Linked DNA regions of Rattus norvegicus: region 2 is linked to region 1. A link is a contact called in public Hi-C data. All regions are on one chromosome and are shown on one strand. Each heading gives the region's core, a stretch centred on a gene start, on an enhancer-like site or on the middle of the called end of the contact. The rest is flanking DNA. Distances are from core to core; before and after follow the strand shown. Region 1 has its middle 83 kb from the start of Rtkn2. Region 2 overlaps Rtkn2 (rhotekin 2).

Region 1 (3,244 bases), core at 3-2,502:
ATATTCTTCCATTAGATGTTATATTTAACTCTGCTGTCTTTCAGGTTTTCTGACTTTTAACCCCCCACCCCAGACTTTTATTAGGAAGATGTAATTTATTCATAACTTTTAAAAAAATCTGATACTTTTTTTTTACGATGTATTATTGCTTTCCTTTTGACAAGCGATCAGAATAAATAATCAGATTTGGGTTTTGGGGATCATTTCAGTTTGTAATAATGTGTGTTTACAAGTGACTGTCAAGGTGGGCCTCAGCTTTTGGTGGTGGTGGGTGTGACCTTTGACAATATGTGTAGGCAAAATGATATAACAGGAATGCTAAAAAGATACTCTGGGACAGCCGTTAAGAGCACTGACTGCTCTTCCAGAGGTCCTGAACTCAATTCCCAGCAGCCACATGGTGGCTCACAACCATCTGTCATGAGATCCAATGCTCTCTTCTGGTGTGTCCGAAGACAGCTACAGTGTACTCATATACATAAAATAATCTTTTTTTTTTTAAAAAGATACCTTGCTTCATCACTGGGGTAACATTTGTCCTCAGGAGGGCCGGGGGAAGGTGTGGGACACAATTGTTGGTGGCTTAGTGGGCACCAGACTTTCCTAATGGCACTGTATTTCTTTTTTTTTTTTTTAATTTATTTTTATTTTTATTTTTTTATTTTTATTTTTTTATTTTTTTAACTTTTCTTTTTTTTTCGGAGCTGAGGACCGAACCCAGGGCCTTGCGCTTGCTAGGCAAGTGCTCTACCACTGAGCTAAATCCCCAACCCCGGCACTGAATTTCTTAACCTGGATCATTTAAAGGAGAGGAAAGGCATTAGGGGAGGGGAAAGAGGGGAGAGGAGAGAAAGGAGAAGGGAGGGGGAGAGACAGAAATGGGGGAATAAAGAGAGGGAGAAAGGGAAAAGAGGGGAGAGGAGGAGGGAGAAGGGAGAGGTTTTGACTCGTTTAATATCCCTAGGGTGCAGGTAGCAATTACCAATTTTATTAAGCATTGGCCCTTGATTACTATCATGTTTTTCTGTGTGATAAAAGAGGAGGCATAAACCGAAGCAAGATGAGTGTTATATGGTTATTTGAGCATCGAGTCCAGCCAGCCTCTTGCTTTTGTCTTTACTACATGAGTAAACAACTCGTAGGTTTAGCCTACAGTTTTCCCCAAACTGAACCAACCAGGTCAATCTGTCAGCAAGAGACACAGCCGAGAGTCTTTGTTGCTAGTGGGAGAACGGAAGCCTTCCAGGAAAACCGGAGACTTTGGAAAGCCTACTCTGTCACCTGCCACAAGAGGCTTCCCGGTGTTTACAGCTCCTCCAGTGAGTGGCAGCGAGATTGCAAAATTTGATTCTTTGTACTGCCTGATGAAATGTTCCAATCTTTGCAAAATCCCGTGTCAGCCAATCACATGCTCCAGATTGCCCGTACATGAAGTTACAAAATGCTACATGATGCAAAAGTTCAAGAGAGAGTCTTGGATACTATTGTGACAGGACAAACTGTTCATGAACGTGACCGCACTGCAACCACCACCCCTTGTCAGCTTTTGGATTATGACCAAAAGCAATGGACATGTCACAGGACCAGGCTACTAAAGAGCCCTCTCCCCCTTTTAAGCACAAAGCTGGGTAAGGCCTCTGCTCCACATGGACTTCAGCCAAGTCAGCTTACCGCAACAGATTAAGTGCAAAATCAGACACTGAGAATCTGCCTGTTGTTTATTTTTAATCAAGCCATACATTAAAAAGATTTGTAAAATATAGACAGACATACAATGATGTTATTCTTCTCACATATTTCCAAGTTATGGTTTTGGCATTTCATTTTAATTTTAAGACATGTTGCAACATTAACATAGCATAGGGGTGGGGTTTTTGTTGTTGTTGTTTTTAAAGATCGTTTTATTTTTAAATACATGTTTGTCCGTGTATGAGTAGGAGCACATGGGTGCAGTACCCATAGAGTCCAGAAGGGGCACCAGATCTCTTCTGGAGTCCCAGGAAGTTGCAAACTGCCCGAAGTGGGTGCTGGAAACCAAAATCTGATCCTTTGCAAGAACAGTATGAGCTCCTAACTGCTCAGCCGTCTCTCCAGTCCCAAAGGGAGTTGTTTTTTATATTTCTTTAAAGTGAGTTAAAAATATTTTTAGATATCTTTGTTTCAGTTTCTAATACAGTAAATTGTTGACAGCTATTCGCCAAATGAACAAACATTCTCTGGGGACCCTCAAAGGAATCCTGGGAACAATGTTTTAAGGAGCTGCTATTTCCCATTTCTCAGACACCCTAAGTCTGCCTCCCTGATTCCCAGCAGCCCTTCTGTCCTTGATAGTTGTTATTTTCCTAGACCATGATCCTTTGCTTCTTCTTAGATGGGTGTGTGGTGGGGCCAAAGGGTCAATGGAGTTTGGAAAGTTGATTTTGACTCCACCGAGACTTACCTATTTTCTCTGTCGATTTGAGTAGGGAAGATTGCTGTCACTCCACGTGTACCAGAAAGGGCTTAAAATCCCACTGTCAGGAAGAACAAGGAGTAAATGTTGGTTTTCAGATGAGAAGAGAAGAAAGCGGATATGTGAGAGGGGAGCCCCGAGAGTCAGAGAGAAAACACACACCACTCGCATCCCAGAGATCTCATATCCTTGACTCCAGTAGGGGCCCAACTCACATGCGAGCTCTAAGAGAGGACCCAGTACATTCGGCTAGAGTGGGTTTCCATTGGAATCCTCTATAGCTAAAAAATAGCGGGCAGCCATTCAGAATCACTGATTGCTACTAAAGTGGGACACGAATGGCCCATTATCAAACGTAGTAAGGTTTATGCTGTGCTATACACTTTAGGGTTGGATTAAATCAGAAATATAAAACGCGTGTTTCCGGAAAATATAAGAGGCTATATCTAAATTGAAGCTGAAAAAGAAGACTTACCATGGGCTACACACAAATTAATTACTATCTTCAAAGAATTACAATACTATCAAACATTCCTAGCACAAAATTATGCTGAACAAAATTTAATCTTTCTGTGACTGTTCAAAAGAATTTAGGATCTTGTAACCCTCCCGGGACACTACCATTTTATAAATCGTACCAAAAAAATTCTCATTATTTCTGCTCTCTGGTAGTTTGGATTGAGGAGAAATGGGAATTTACTGTAATACTTTGAATTATTGAGTTCTGGGAGCTCCCAGCACTTCAAATATACATGCATTATATCACTTATCTTGCTCATGAAATTTACAAAT
Region 2 (2,996 bases), core at 121-2,620, 65 kb before region 1:
GTGTGTTCGTTCTTTGGAGCTTACAAGAAATGAGATGTCACGCCAACTACACATAAAAATAAAGCACGAGGTGACTTGACCGTAGGAATAGCAGCCCACAGATTGGCTGGACAACACCTGACTCTTCTAGGCCAGTGCAGCTGATGAACTCCAAGCTTTGTGAGAAGTTGGACATCATAGCGTAACCAGTACACGTTATTAGGCAATATTAATAGTTCACGTGAACTCAAAAGAGGGTGTCTCTCTATCTCCCTGAAAGCTAGCTAGCGGCTGCCTGACCAAGTCCTGACCAAGACCTCACACTAGTCCTTAGTATCCATAGCTACCTCTTTATTTTAAAGCTCAGCTGTTTTCGAAAGACCTGTTGTGTTTTTCTCTTGACAGGGATGCGAGTTTAGAAACTAAAGAACAAGAACCCTGCAGAGGGAAGATCGCTCTGTCAGGTACGCTGAGGTGTGTCACCACGGGTCCCCGAATATGTTTAGGACTGACGAGCGTTGCTGGCCCTGCGCATTCTGTATTTCCAGCATCGGATTATTTATTCTAACTTTTTAATCATTCTGTTCCACAACTGCATGGGACTTTGTGGATTAGGGAAACGCTAATGTCATATGCTACACACATTGTGCCAGTTTGTCTTCTGTTTGGGCCGTGGGGTGTGAGGAAGGTGGGTTCAAGTCACCTGCTTGCTGGTGAGTGCTGGAGTTGCACTGCAAACCCTGGAGCTTTCTCTCCCTGCTGTTCCTGTTTATAAAAATTGTCCAAGCTGCACGTTCCATGGGCGGCTTGGCCCACGTTTGCTCTGTTTATCGCATTGTACCAAGCCACTGTCACTGGGCTTGGCTCCTGGTGGTTGCTCGGTGAATATGAGGGAGACGACTGACCACTGCCAATCAAAAGCAAACTGCCCCAACCCCGCCAAGTTTCGCATTCTGCCTAATTCTTTTCCTGGCTCTGTCTTCCATTACACAAGCCACGTGATTTAGGCAGATTTTTTTGCCCCTTCTCTTGTCAACAGAGGCCCTGATTGAGACACCTAATTGGGTTGTGAAATTGTAGCATTTCCCCCATTTCCCTCCCATCCTTGCTCCGGCTGGAATGGTGTCTCCTGTCGGCAGAGCGAGGAGGCACCTTGCCACTAGATGGCGCTGGGGCAGTCAGTCTCGGTTTCTCAAAACAAACAAACAAACAAAAAAACCGGGCAGCACCCCCCACCCTCTCCACACAAGAGGTGGCGTAGAGATGCCCCCCCCCCCCCATTAACACCAGCTGGCTTGCTTGCTGATATCGGAAGCCACATCCTGGAAACAGCCTTGTGGCCTGCGCTGACCTCCAGTGGTGAGCCCATTGCCGAGGTAGAGCGCTTGCTATCTTGTCACCTGGCCTGCTGGTCAAGGGACTGTTCCCCGTCCCATCGCTCACAGCCGTAGCTGGACGAAAGTTTCACTGAGTTTTACTTGATTCACTGGCAAAATGAGAGAAATTGCCCTCAGTGGCGGGGAGGGGCGCTTCTGAAAAGTAGATGAACTGCCTATTTTGTGGTTATTGTCGTTCATGGCCAGTCTTCTGCTTGTGGCCGACGTGCCCTCTGCCGTGGCCTGTGTCCTGGTCTTAGTCTTGTGCTTGGGACTGACATGAGGCCCACGCCTTTGCCTGGGTCCTTTTGTGGCGGAACGGAGGACATTTGCAAAATCCTCTCCACAATGTTTAACTACATTTTAACACGGGTAGCTTAAATATTGTAGAGATTTCCCATCACCACTTAAGTATTGCCGTCCTCCCTTGCTTCTAATAAGGCACCACTCTGTGGGTGAATGAGGTAGGTGACCTGCACAGTGAGTTCTGTGACTAACATCGTCTGTTATTGTTTCGAGAGCGATTATTACTACTACTGCATTAAGAAGGGGGTCTAAAGCATACGTAAGGCCAAGGGCCGCTTTTCACGATCTCAGATATCTTTGTACAGAGACTGAGGTCGGCTCTTTTTTTTTCTTCCCAAGATGTTTTTAAATGAAATTAAGGAATGAAGCCCAGGAGATAGGATGCCCATGTCATTAGCATGATTTCTGCTGACTGGACACTTTTGCCGTCAGGTTTCAGAATGTTTCTAAGATTGCGCTGTAAACGGGACAGACCTGGATTTTGAGGTCTCCACTGACCAGATCTTCCTAACTATACAAATAGCAGGTTCACCCCATCCTTCCTACACCAGGTGATGTGGGGTGACTGGTGTGTGTTTTCCCCTCCCAGCTCAATGACTGGGCCAAATCAGTTACCCACACACCTCAGAGGTTTCTTTTCCTGTGTTTTGTTCTTTCTTTCTTTTCATATATGTGTACATGTTTGCATGTATGTGGACATGTGTTAGTACATGTGTACATGTTTGAGGCTGTGTCATCCTCAGTCCTCCCACATTACTTACTTTGAGGCGGGGCCTGTCAGTCAAACCCACAGGTACCTGGCGATGCCTAGTCTCTAGAGCCTACTTTCTTTGGGGAACCCCCGAGGCTGGAATTACAGGTGGCTGTCACAGCCACCTGGCATGTACTTGGCTCTGCGAGCTCAACTGTCATTGTGCAGCAAATGCTCAACCTCCGAGCCATCGCCCCAGTCTCTAGGTTTTCTTTTGCCAAAATTGTAGCTGGAACCTGACACATCTGGTCAGCCACAATGTTGTTTGAGCTGTCTTAGCTGGCCATAAAATGTCAGCGGAGACATTAAAAACAAAACAAAACCACAACAACAAAAAACCAACCAAACAAAAACAAAACAAAGGTGGACCACTGTAAGCTGAATTCCACTTGGTCATTTGCCAGAATCTGGAAGGCATTTCTGTCATTCGAAGCTGGATCCTTTGCTGTCTGAAGAATACACAGCCAACACAGACATTATTCCCTTGGTTTACATGGAGCCGAGGGGTAGCATGGGGAAGAGCAGGATCGAACCCACGCTCTGGGGAAACAGCTAAGGAAGCCTGGGTCAGTATCCTTCCGAGA

What was found. Hi-C and Micro-C count contacts between places; a contact is called where the count stands out from the background.
Region 2: a Hi-C map of liver shows a contact between it and region 1, with 3 times the contacts expected there. The contact joins two enhancer-like sites. A contact is called at or near these places in 3 of 12 Hi-C or Micro-C datasets (kidney and liver).

The regions. Positions count from the first base shown.
Region 1 is chr20:20,524,034-20,527,277 of GRCr8, reverse strand. No RefSeq gene overlaps it. Among named protein-coding and RNA genes, the nearest start is that of Rtkn2, 83 kb to the left of the region's middle. Within about 2 kb of position 1,252, at least 3 of the 93 cell types and tissues checked have an H3K27ac peak or open chromatin away from gene starts, as enhancers often do. A contact at or near this core is called in liver, where this site is marked.
Region 2 is chr20:20,588,920-20,591,915 of GRCr8, reverse strand. It overlaps Rtkn2 (rhotekin 2), which reads left to right. Exons shown (of 12, transcript NM_001107625.2): 3 at 385-443. Among named protein-coding and RNA genes, the nearest start is that of Rtkn2, 18 kb to the left of the region's middle. Within about 2 kb of position 1,370, at least 5 of the 93 cell types and tissues checked have an H3K27ac peak or open chromatin away from gene starts, as enhancers often do. A contact at or near this core is called in liver, where this site is marked.